2 separate regions of the Capra hircus genome follow, and region 1 is linked to region 2. A link is a contact called in public Hi-C data. All regions are on one chromosome and are shown on one strand. The core of a region is the stretch at or near the end of the contact, and the rest is flanking DNA. Distances in the headings are between cores, read along the strand shown. Region 1 has its middle 12 kb from the start of PPP1R21. Region 2 has its middle 64 kb from the start of FOXN2.

Region 1 (6,403 bases), core at 540-3,039, 150 kb before region 2:
CATGCTCAGAACAACTGGCACTCTTATTTCTTCTATAACTAATAGATTATCATTGTTAGACAATTAACTTAACTCAATAGGAAATGTTTCATAAACATTAGTCGCTACTATCATTACAATGTTAGTAGCTACCCCGGACGGGAGAGCCTGATGGGCTGCCGTCTATGGAGTTGCACAGAGTCGGACAGGACTGAAGTGACTTAGCAGCAGCAGCTGCTACTATTATTAAGCAAGAGACTTCCCTGGTGGCTCAGACGGTAAAGCGTCTCCCTATAATGCAGGAGACCGGGGTTCAATCCCTGGGTCTGGAAGAGCTCCTGGAGAAGGAAATGGCAACCCACTCCAGTATTCTTGCCTGGAAAATCCAATGGACGGTGTTACTTTTAGCCCACAATCTATCCAAGTCCATTGATATATCAATGTTCTTCTATATTAGGGACATTTTTTTCTAAAGCCAGGTGAGCAAATTCTTATATTTACATTTTGAATAGTACTTAATTATAAAAGCTTTTCTTACCTTAGCCTTTTAAAAATTTCTAACAATTGGAGCTAAGAAAGCTGAACAGCTACATGTGAAATGAAATTAGAACATTCCATCATACCATACATAAAAATAAGTTTAAATGGTTTAAAGATCTAAATGTAGGACATGACACCATGAAACTCCTAGAAGAGAACATAACTGAAACAGTCTAACATAAATCATGGCAATATTTTCTTAGATCAGTATATATAAAACTATAACTCATCCATAAAAACAGAATGAAATCCTACCTTTTGCAGTAATGTGGATAGACCTAAATAATATTCTGCTTAGTGATATATGTCAGCAGAAGACAAATATAAGCAATATCACTCATATGTGAAATCTAAAAACTAATACAAATGAATATATATACAAAATAAAAACAGAGTAACAGATATAGAAAACAAATTTATGGTTACCAATAAGGAGAGGGAAAGATAGAGGGAGAAATTAGGGGTATGGAATTAACAGATACAAACTACTATACATCAAATAGATAAGCAATAAAACTTTACTATATAGCACAGAGAATCTAAGATCATGGCATCCGATCCCATCACTTCAGGGCAAATAGATGGGGAAACAATGGAAACAGTGACAGACTTTATTTTGGGGGTCTCCAAAATCACTACAGATGGTGACTGCAGCCATGAAATTAAAAGACGCATGCTCCTTGGAAGAAAAGCTATGACCAACCTAGACAACATAGTAAAAAGCAGAGGCATTACTTTGCCAGCAAAGGTCCATCTAGTCAAAGCTTTCCTTTTTCCAGCAGTCATGTATGGATGTGAGAGTTGGACTATAAAGAAAGCTGAGCGCTGAAGAATTAATGTTGTTGAACTGTGGTGTTGGAGAAGACTCTTGAGAGTCTCTTGGACTGCAAGGAAATCCAACCAGTCCATCCTAAAGGAAATCAGTCCTAAATATGCATTGAAAGGACTGATGTTGAAGCTGAAACTCCAATACTTCGGGTACCTGATGCAAAGAACTGACTCATTTGAAAAGACCCTGATGCTGGGAAAGATTGAAGGCGGGAGAAGGGGAAAACAGAGGATGAGATAGTTGGATGGCATCACCGACTCGATGGACATGAGTTTGAGTAATATTTGGGAGTTGTTGATGGACAGGGAAGCCTGGCGTGCGGCAGTCCATGGGGTCGCAAAGAGTCGGACACGACTGAGCGACTGAACTGAACTGAACTGAACTGACGCCCAATTAATTGTTCCAGCAGAGGTTTCTGCCTGATATAATCTCGTGTTGCCAGCAGGGGGCGCGCCCTCACCGAATTTGTTTAGAAAAGGTAAAACTCAGACGATAGTCCGAGTGGCTGGTTAGGAGTGCTTCCGCACGAACTATGGCCAGTGTTTGTAGTTGTTTAGGCACGTCTCTAGTGACCTCATCCCACTATACCTGATTCTTTTTGAGGAAACAAGTAGCCTGTTTGAACAGAACAGGCAAGGCAAATTAGTAACTGGAAAATTACTGTCTTTCTGCAGAATGCGTTGGGACATCCGGTATTCCCTTGAGGCTTTGAGTTAGGGTGTGGACCCTTCCTCCTCACCTGATGGCTGGGAAAGGAGACAAGTCACCCCTCTCCACAGGGCGCAGCCTCTCCTTTGTTCTGGGTAGGCTGGCCCTCATGGACAGGGCTTCGGTGGGAAGACAGGGGGCCTCTCTGGCAGCCTCCTGAGCCAGGAGATGTAGCCTTAGGAACCTCTGGGCTGGAGAAGAGCCCGAAGAGGTGGTGCCATGTGTTCTACAAACCCCGGAAGCAGGTTCTCCAGCACATGCTAGGCCCTCCTGTTCCTTCTAGCCACGTTCCAAGAGACCAGTGGATTCAAGGCCACATTCCTGCCCCTTGTGCAAGGCCCCAGAGGACAAGGGGCTTGAGGGAGAGGATGAGAAAAGGAGGGCCGACTCTCTCTCAACTGCAGGCCTTCCCAACACAGCCATGCGCAGAAGGGTGTCCCTGATGAGAAGAGGAATCCGTTCTGGGATAACATTCCAGAACGGAATTACACTGGAATTACATTCTGGTCACCATTCACTTATACCTTCATGGGTTCACTGAGGGGGTTCCCCAAGTGGCACTAGTGGTAAAGAATCCGCCTGCCAGTGTAGGAAATGCAAGAGATACAGGTTCAATCCCTGGGTCAGGAAGAGCCCCTGGAACCGGCAACCCACACTAGTTCACTGATATTAGTGGGAGTGGTGTGTGCCAGGCACTGGGATAGGTGTTGGAAGTACCTCAAAGAGCCCACCAACAGCCATCTGCTGGGGGAGGCAGATCATAAAATCATAGGGATACAGCATAAGCTCTTCAGTTCAGTTCAGTTGTTCAGTTGTGTCAGACTCTTTGTGACCCCATGGACTGCAGCATGCCAGGCCTCCCTGTCCATCACCAACTCCTGGAGTTTACTCAAACTCATGCCCATTGAGTCAGTGATGCCATCTAGCCATCTCATCCTCTGTCGCCCCCTTCTCCTCCCGCCTTCAATTTTTCCCAGTATCAGGGTCTTTTCAAATGAGTCAGTTCTTCACATCAGGTAGCCAAAGTATTGGAGTTTCAGCTCCAGCATCAGTCCTTCCAGTGAATATTTAGGACTGATTTCCTTTAAGATGGACTGGTTGGATTTCCTTGCAGTCCAAGAGACTCTCAAGAGTCTTCTCCAACACCACAGTTCAAAAGCATCAATTTTTCAGCACTCAGCTTTCTTTATAGTCCAACTCTCACATCCATACATGACCACTGGAAAAACCATAGCTTTAACTAGATGGACCTTTGTTGTCTCTGCTTTTTACTAAGCTGTCTAGGTTGGTCATAACTTTTCTTCCAAGAAGTAAGCGTCTTTTAATTTCATAGTTACAGTCACCATCTGCAGTGATTTTGGAGCCCCCCAAAATAAAGTCTGTCACTGTTTCCACTGTTTCCCCATCTATTTGCCATGAAGTGATGGGACCAGATGCCATGATCTTAGTTTTCTGAATGTTGAGTTTTAAGCCACATGTATTATACAATGTATTATACAATGAACTAACACAGAGGAAAAGAATCTGGACCTATTGTGAACGGAGATGAGGAAAGTACTGAGATTAGGAAAGGTTTACAGAGGAGGTGGGCATTTGGAGATTCAGTCAGCCGGTCAGCCAGTAAATGCTTACTGAGGGTCTCATGCGTCGGACACTGTTTTGGGTACTGGGACTCATGAGGAAGAAAATAGTCCCAAACCCATACTCTTGTAGAGGTGGCATTGGGGCGGGAGACGCAGAGCATGTGTAAATATTAGTAAACATAATTAGTACCTCCAGGTTAGAATGGAAGGAACACAGGGCTGCTGGGTGGAGTTTGGTGAGGGGGTCAGGTGAGCTTCACTGAGAAAGCGAGATTTGAGCAAGGACTTCCAGAATAGCAGGAATAAGCCCCCCCTTCCCCTGGGTCTCTACGGGGAGTGTTCCAAGCACGGGGAGCAGGCAGGGCCAGTCCCTGGAAATGAGAATGTCTTGGAAGGCGAGGAGGCCCATGTGCCTGGAGCAAAGCAGAGGAACTTCGAGAAGGAATCAGTTTCCAGGGGGACTTGCAGGTAGTTGTGACAAGTTTGGCTTTTGCTCTAAGAGAAACGGGTCACCGTTGGAGCAATGGTGTGCTGGCAAATTGAGTCTCAAAAAAAGAAACGCTGTTTTTTTTTTAAGCATCTGCCAATTTCTGTGGTATAAATACTCCCACCGTGCTTATTCTAAGCTACCGATGTGACGCCACTGAACACAGTAGAGAAGGTGTGTGAGGGTGGCTTCTCACCAGCCGGGACCAGCTCCTCCAGCCCACCATTGCTTTGGAGGGTTTTCAGAAAAGTGTGACACGATCTGACTTGTGTCTAAGAAGGTCACTCTGGCTGCTGTATTGAGAGCACCCATGGGTGGGAGGGAGGGCAAAGGCCAAAGCAGGGGCCGCGTTGGAAGCTAGGGCCAAGCTCAAGCTGAGAGAGGACAGCAGAGACCGTGAGTCCTGGACAGATTGTGGGTGTATTCTGAAGGAGGTATATTGAAATCCACGTGGTTTCTTGGTGGACTGGTTGTGGGGTGTGAGAGAAAGAAAGCAAAACAGGATGGTGCTGAAGTTTAGTGGAAGGTTTGGGGGTGATGAAAGGAAAAGCATTCCAGGCACAGGGAACAGTCGTAAGAGTCATGTCGTGAGCGCATGTTGCATTTGGGCACATAAAAACACGAGGAAGGGTTGTGGTTAGTGAGCCAGTTACATGTGCAGAGGCTGTGGTTGGGGCTGGACAGAAGAGTGCCCCCCACCAGAGAGAGCCAGGACTCAGGCTGTAGCCAGGGCAGAGCCCCTAATGGGATTTTAACAGAGAAGCATGTGCCTAGGTTCATAATAAGACGAAATAACTAAAGAATCCAGAAGTAGCGAGATCAGTTAGGAAACTGTAGCATTGATCAGCCCAGCAGAGAGCTGGCATCTCCCCTGGATAGTGGTGGTGAGGCTGGAGGGAGGAGGAGGGAAGAGGAGGGAGGGCCTGGCACCGGTTCCAAAGCCATCCTTGCACATCTTCCACAGAGTACTGTGGGCATGTCGTACCTGTTTGTTCAGTAAGTTAACTGATCAGCTGATTGACGTGAGTGTTACCTTTACAAATCTCCTCCCATTCCCCCACTTATCTCCCAACCAAAGATATCTTTTCCAGAGGACAAATGAATTTATTATATTAGAAATGTAGCTTAAACGCACATGCCTCTCTGAGGGGGCTGGGAAATTCTTAGTATCAATCCAAGGGGTGACTGCGTGGGTAATCCTTAGGCCGTACAAGGCAGGTTGCACACTCAGCTGGGTAAGTGTTGGCCATGATTCACTCTACCCATAACTGACAGAACACAGAGCCCTTCCTTAGACCAAGCCCTTGTTTCCAGAAGGGACAAGAGGCCAAGAGTATTGGGTGAGGACAGAATGTGCAGAACACAAGAGACTATAACTTTACCCGCTTGTTTGCTGCTGAAAATTCACGTGGCCAGGGTTATCTGTAACATCCACATCTTTCCCCTGACGTCACACCTTAGATAAGGTGTGTGTGATGGGAGGAGAAAGAACAGGTCAGGACTCGGTGGCTGACTCAACAACACGAGACAAACTTGCCTGAAAATTCTGAAAGTTGGGCCTTAACAAGGCTGTATAGGATCATCCCAAGGCGTCATTTTTTTATAGCACAGCCTCGTCATCAGCAATCTGGTCCATCTATCTAGGAGGAAGCTGACTTTTCCATCCTTCAAATCTCTTCCCACCCCACAGATAGCTTCTCCTCCATGCACAGAGCTCACGTGTATCCCTTCCACAACACGTGCAGCTACAGACCTGTAGACTGTTCTGGACAGATCAGCAGCCCGAAGCCTGCCTACTCCACAAAACCAGTGATTACTTCCTCAGTGACAGTCGGGGGTTGTTTTTTAGTAAGCTTTGTTTTCGCAGTTAGCCTGCAAGTGTGAGTTCAGGACTCGACTCCCAGAGGCTCTCGGGGGTATTTACTCTTCTCAGACAATGACCTGCACCCCAGAAAGGAAAGAGTGGATGCCACCTTTCACGCTCAGACTGTGAGGAGTGTATCCATGTGTCTCTACTAGAGTTGGGTTCTCTGAAGAGGACCGGAAGAGTGTGCATGTGTGTGTGTGTTTCTGTATGCACACGTGCCTGAATGTAGGTGTGTATCTATGTTTGAGAGAATAAACATATTGTTGTCTTTGTTGTCATTTAGTCACTAAGTTATGTCTGACTCTTTGTGACCCCATGGACTGTAGCCTGCCAGGCTCCTCTGTCTATGGGATTTCCCAGGCAAGGCTGAAGTGGGTTGCCATTTCCTACTCCAGCGGATCTTCCCAACC
Region 2 (6,154 bases), core at 3,427-5,926:
CTGCATTGGCAAGTGGGTTCTTTACCACCACTTGTGGAACCCAGGAAGTGGAACCTAGGAAGCCCCAAATTCTTCACCATCAATCTTAACTAGGCCCTCAGTACCCTCACTGTCTACATCTATATAGTCACCTACATCTATACCTGCAGACTCTGCAATGAATTGTCTACATTCCGAAGGCTAAGTTCTGCACTTGGGCACTAGATCCCACTCTTTTGCTCTCAAAGACATCTCCTTCCTTTCTTGTATCATTAAATTTTCCTTCTTGATTGGATCATTTGCTCTACTATCCACAGTTATTTCTCTCATCTTAAAAAAGCAAGCTAAAACAAAAATATTCTCTAATAGCTTTCAGGTTTTTTTCTCTCCCCTTTGTTTGTATCTCTCTCCAATTCCTCTTCTCCTATCTTTTTTTTTTTTTTTTTTTTTTTGGCATTTGCCTGTCTGTGTGTGTTTGACTATGCCAAAACCTTTGACTGTGTGGATCACAATAAACTGAGAAATTCTGAAAGAGATGGGAATACCAGACCACCTGACCTGCCTCTTGAGAAATCTGTATGCAGGTTAGGAAGCAACAGTTAGAACTGGACATGGAACAATAGACTGGTTCCAAATAGGAAAAGGAGTAAGTATGTCAAGGCTGTATATTGTCACCCTGCTTATTTAACTTATATGCAGAGTACATCATGAGAAACACTGGGCTGGAAGAAGCACAAGCTGGAATCAAGAGTGCTGGGAGAAATATCAATAACCTCAGATATGCAGATAACACCACCCTTATGGCAGAAAGTGAAGAGGAACTAAACAGCCTCTTGATGAAAGTGAAAGAGGAGAGTGAAAAAGTTGGCTTAAAGCTCAACATTCAGAAAATGAAGATCATGGCATCTGGTCCCATCACTTCATGGGAAGTAGATGGGGAAACAGTGGAAGCAGTGTCAGACTTTGTTTTTGGGGGGCTCCAAAATCACTGCAGATGGTGACTGCAGCCATGAAATTAAAAGATGCTTACTCCTTGGAAGGAAAGTTATGACCAACATAGATAGCATATTAAAAAGCAGAGACATTACTTTGCCAACAAAGGTCCATCTAGTCAAGGCTATGGTTTTTCCAGTGGTCATGTATGGTTGTGAGAGTTGGACTGTGAAGAAGGCTGAGTGCAGAAGAGTTGATGCTTTTGAACTGTGGTGTTGGAGAAGACTCTTGAGAGTCCCTTGGACTGCAACGAGATCCAACCAGTTCATTGTAAAGGAGATCAGTCCTGGGTGTTCATTGGAAGGACTGATGCTGAAGCTGAAACTCCAATACTTTGGCCACCTCATATGAAGAGTTGACTCATTGGAAAAGACTCTGATGCTGGGAGGGATTGGGGGCAGGAGAAGAAGGGGACGACCCAGGATGAGATGGCTGGATGGCATCACTGACTCCATGGACATGAGTTTGAGTGAACTCCGGGAGTTGGTGATGGACAGGGAGGCCTGGTGCGCTGCGATTCATGGGGTCGCAAAGAGTCGGACATGACTGAGTGGCTGAACTGAACTGAATTGAACTGACATGTGTGTGTCTAGTCACTCAGTCATGTCTGACTTTTTGGGACCTCATGGACTATAGCCCACCAGCCTCCTCTTGTCCATGGGGATTTTCCAGGCAAGAATATTGGAGTGGGTTGCCATGCCCTCCTCCAGGGCATCTTCCCAACCCAGGGATCAAACCCAGATTGCTGTGGATTCTTTACTTTCTGAACCACCAGGGAAGCCTAAGAATACCAGAGTGGGTAGCCTATCCCTTCTCCAAGGGATCTTCCTGACCCAGGAATCAAACCGGGGTCTCCTCATTGCATGCTGATTGTTTACCAGCTGAGCTACTAGGGAAGCCCTGTTTGCCTATATACCCTCATTTTATAAAAAGAAATATAAAAAAGTGAAAGTGTGAAGTCTCTCAGTTGTGTCCGACTCTGCGACTCCATGGACTGTACCCTACCAGGCTCCTCAGTCCATGGGATTTTCCAGGCAAGAGTACTGGAGAGTGGGTTGCCATTTCCTTCTCCAAAAATGTGAAAAAAGATTAGTTAACTATGTCGATTCCTATCTGAGCTTTTCAAAAAAGGTGATTAACTTAAGATGATGGTAAGTATCAATAAATGTCTACTCTTCCTCTGGAATAGTTGAAATCTAAAAACAAAATTATAAAAAATAAAAATACTTAATATAGTCACCGCTCCAGATCTTCATGTTCTGCATCTGCAGAATCAACCAACCAGGGGGGTTGAAAAAAGTTTTTTTAATTTCAGAAAGTTTCCAAAAGCAAAACATGAACTTGCTGCATGCTGGCAACTTTTTATATAACATTTACATTGTGTTAGGTATTATAAGTAATCTAGAGATTATTTAAATATATGGCAGGATATGTTTACATTATATGTGAATAGCAGACCATTTTACTTAAGAGATTTCAACATTTGTGGAGTTTGTGGAGGATACTGGAACCAAGGGACAACTGTATATTTGCTAGACCTTTGGTAAGTACTTTGCTTCCCTTGTGGCTCAGCTGGTAAAGAATCTGCCTGCAGTGCAGGAGACCTGGGGTCGATCCCTGGGTTGGGAAGATCCCCTGGAGAAGGGAAAGGCTACCCACTCCCATATTCTGGCCTGGAGAATTCCCATGGACTGTATAGTCCATGGGGTTGCAAAGAATCAGACACGACTGAGTGACTTTCACTTTCACTCACTTACTAGGTACTTCAAATAATTTATTTCCTTTCATGTTTACAGCAACTCCATTTGGAAAATACTAACATGCCCATTTTTTATAGATAAGGAAATCAAGGCTTAGAAAATTTAGGTAGTTTAAAGCTACTTTCTCTCAGCTTCACGCCAACCAAGCACTCACTCCCACACTACAACAAAGCAACTTTTGAAAAGATCACTACTGACCTTCGTGCTGCTAAATCCAATGGTCCAATCTCAACTCTCATCCATCTTGACCTGTCATCAACATGACACGATTGCCCACCCCTTCCTCCTCAAAACAAGTCTTTTCATTTGACTTTGAAGAATCTCTTAGCTCTCCTTTTATTTCTGTGCCTATTCCTTCTCAGTCTTCTTTGCTGGTTCTCCCTCATTTTTCTAACCGTTGACTATTGGAATAGCCCCAAATACCCCGTGACTCAATTATTAGACCTCTTCTACATCTAGACTCACTCTCTTGGGAATGTCATCCATTGCCATGGCTTTGAACCAATACAAGCCAAGAGCTTTCAGCTTACATCTGTAACTGTACTTCTACCCTGAACTCTGGATCTTTATATATAAATTAGTTGATATTTCCATATATATCTAACAAAAATCTTGAACTTGATGTGTCCAAAATCAAATGTCTGATTCCCTGCCTGCTCCCAACTCAAACCTCCTCTTTTAACAGTTTTCCCACCTTAGTAAATGCCAGCTCTATGCTTCTAGCCATTCAGACCAACAGCTTGGGAGCCACTCATGACTATTTTGTTTTCTCTCACACTTGATATCCAATCTATCAGCAAATCATGTTGGTTTCATCTTTAAAGTATTTCTAGAATATGACAGCTTCATCTGCTGCCATCCAGTCCAAGTCAATCAATTTCTCTTGGATTATTGCGAAAGTCATATGATTGGTGACACCGTTTGCACCCTTGCCTCTTCCCATCTTCCCAACAGAGCAGTCAAAATGATCCCTTTAAGACCTGTCAGGTCACGTCATTCCTCTATGCAGAGCCCTCTAGTGGCTTTCATCTCACACACCAACGTCTTTGTCATGGCCTTAACTCCCCACTACGTAACGTTTTCCCTGTCCCTGGGATTTTCTGGGCAAAAATACTGGAGGGGGTTGCCGTTTCCTTCTCCAGGGGATCTTCTGAACTCAGGGATAGAACCCACGTATCCTGCATTGGCAGATTCTTAACCACTGATCCACCAGGGAAGCCTTATTTCACCTTCACCCTAACCCTTTTGGCTATCACCATTCTACTTTTTTATCTCCAAGAGTTGGAGTATTCTAGGTACCTTATATAAATGGAATCACACAGTATTTGTCCTTTTATGACTGCTGCGTTTCACTTATCAAAATGTCCTCAAGGTTTATCCACGTTACAGCAAGTGTCAGAATTTAATTTCTTTCTAAGGCTGAATAATATCCCATTTTATGTATATACCACATTTGTTTATCCATTCATCTTGTTGATGGACACTTGGATTGTTTCTACCTTTTAGCTATTGTGAATAATATTGCTATGACCATGGGTTCTAGTTCTTGCTTTCACTTCTTTTGGGTATCCACGGCTGGGTCATGTGGTAATTGTATTTTTAAATTTTGAGGAAACTGCATACAGTTTTCAAAGTGGCTATGTCACTTTATATTCCCACAGTTGAGCACGAGGGTTATAATTTCCCCATATCCTCGCCAACACACTTGTTATTTTCTTTCTTTCTTTCTTCCCTCCTTCCTTCCTTTCTTCTCGCTCGCTCTCTCTCTTTTTTTTTTTTTTTTTGATAGTAGCCATTGTATTGGATGTGAGGTGCTGCAGACTTCCTTTTAAAATCTACGTACATCTGCAAATACATTTAAGTCCCCAGTTATGGGTCTTTAGTCTGAAAGGCAGCCAATGGTGCTGAGGTGAGCTTCTGGAATTTATCCACTAGCTGCACAGACACTTATTCCTCTTTCTCCATCTGCTCACTCCTGGCAGAGCCCTATCAAGCACTGCTGAGCACCTTCAATGATATAAATTCTCGCAATTCCTGTGGCCCAGCTGCTCAGCAGCATTAAATACATACTGCGAACCTTCTTCCACTCTCTCCTCCTGAAGCTGTAGTGTATTCTCTCTTCAGGCTATGGATTGTCTCTCCAAACTCCTTGTTTGGTCCCAGCTCTTCCCTAAGAGTCTGTAATTCACAAAAGGCAACTGAGGGGAGTGATTCAAGGTTTACTCATAGGAAAGAGATAAAGCACAAAAATAATAAGCAATTTGAGAGAGCTGTAAAATAAGAGAATGAGGACGGATTCTGAAGACTTCTTGTAGTGCAGGCAACAGAGCTGAGTGAGGGAACACCTGGCAGGCTCCCCTTCCCCCAGCCACACACCCCATCAACCCATCACCCCCGGAGTCCAGCTCTGTTCTTAGGGAGATTCAGTGCAGATCATTTCCCCCATATTGCAGATACTCCTAAAAATATTTCCAAAAACTTAATAGAAGGGAAGCTATGCTTTAAACATTTTAATTTCACAATTAACTGTTACTCTGGGCAAGTCAGTAAACCTCACCATGCCTATTTTTCTCAGCTATGAAATGAAACTCTTGGATAAGAAGTCTTTCAGGGCCCTGGCAGCTTCAAATTTTTTAATTCCAAAACTTTGGATGATTTATAAAACATTTCCATTAGTTTAAGAAATGTTTTATATATATATATATATATATATATATATATATATTTACCTTGGCTATGTTCATCTCGTAAATATTTTGCATAGTCTATGTTTAAATAAGTTAGTATTTGCTAAATATAACTTAGGCAGAATAGGTCACTTGGGGCTAAGCTGGCTGAATTTCAAGGAAACAATAATCTGCCAGGTGGATAATTCACATATGGTCAAGAACTGGAAGGCTCCCACCAGTTTTTAATAGATCTGAAAGTCAAAGCAATTCTGTCTTATTCTTCCCTCAGTGGCAACCTCATTAATAATTGAGCAAATCTCTGAAAACTCAGAATCAGATGTTTGTTGCTGTTTGTTGTCCACCAGGTAATGGTAAACTCGTGTGTCTGTGTTTGCTGAGAGCTGTGACTTCTCAGACGTTTGCTCTTTTACCCACCACCTTCAACTGCTTCTTTTCTAAAAGCACACGCAAAAATGTCACTGGATTAAATGTTATTATGAAAGGCTACCTCAGAAACAAACATGTTAAGTGTGTGCTCAGTGGTACTCAAAGGCTATAACTGCTCATGTGGCACTCCCTTTTACTCGCTCACTCTCAAATTCACATTTCGAACAATGTAGAAAGAGACAAAATCCAGAATTGTCATCTCACACAGGATTACCATGATCGAGAGGTAACAAGGCAGTTATTTTTATGGGCCAGGAGATGTTTTAATGGGTTTCTCAGCCTCTTGAGAATCATTTCACATTACTG

What was found. A called contact is a pair of places that touch in the nucleus more often than the background predicts.
Region 1: a contact with region 2 is called in a Hi-C map of blood, with 4 times the contacts expected there. The contact joins two enhancer-like sites. A contact is called at or near these places in 2 of 5 Hi-C or Micro-C datasets (both in blood).

What each region holds. Positions count from the first base shown.
Region 1 is chr11:30,313,322-30,319,724 of ARS1.2, reverse strand. No RefSeq gene overlaps it. Among named protein-coding and RNA genes, the nearest start is that of PPP1R21, 12 kb to the left of the region's middle. Within about 2 kb of position 1,789, at least 3 of the 5 cell types and tissues checked have an H3K27ac peak or open chromatin away from gene starts, as enhancers often do.
Region 2 is chr11:30,167,738-30,173,891 of ARS1.2, reverse strand. No RefSeq gene overlaps it. Among named protein-coding and RNA genes, the nearest start is that of FOXN2, 64 kb to the left of the region's middle. Within about 2 kb of position 4,676, at least 1 of the 5 cell types and tissues checked has an H3K27ac peak or open chromatin away from gene starts, as enhancers often do.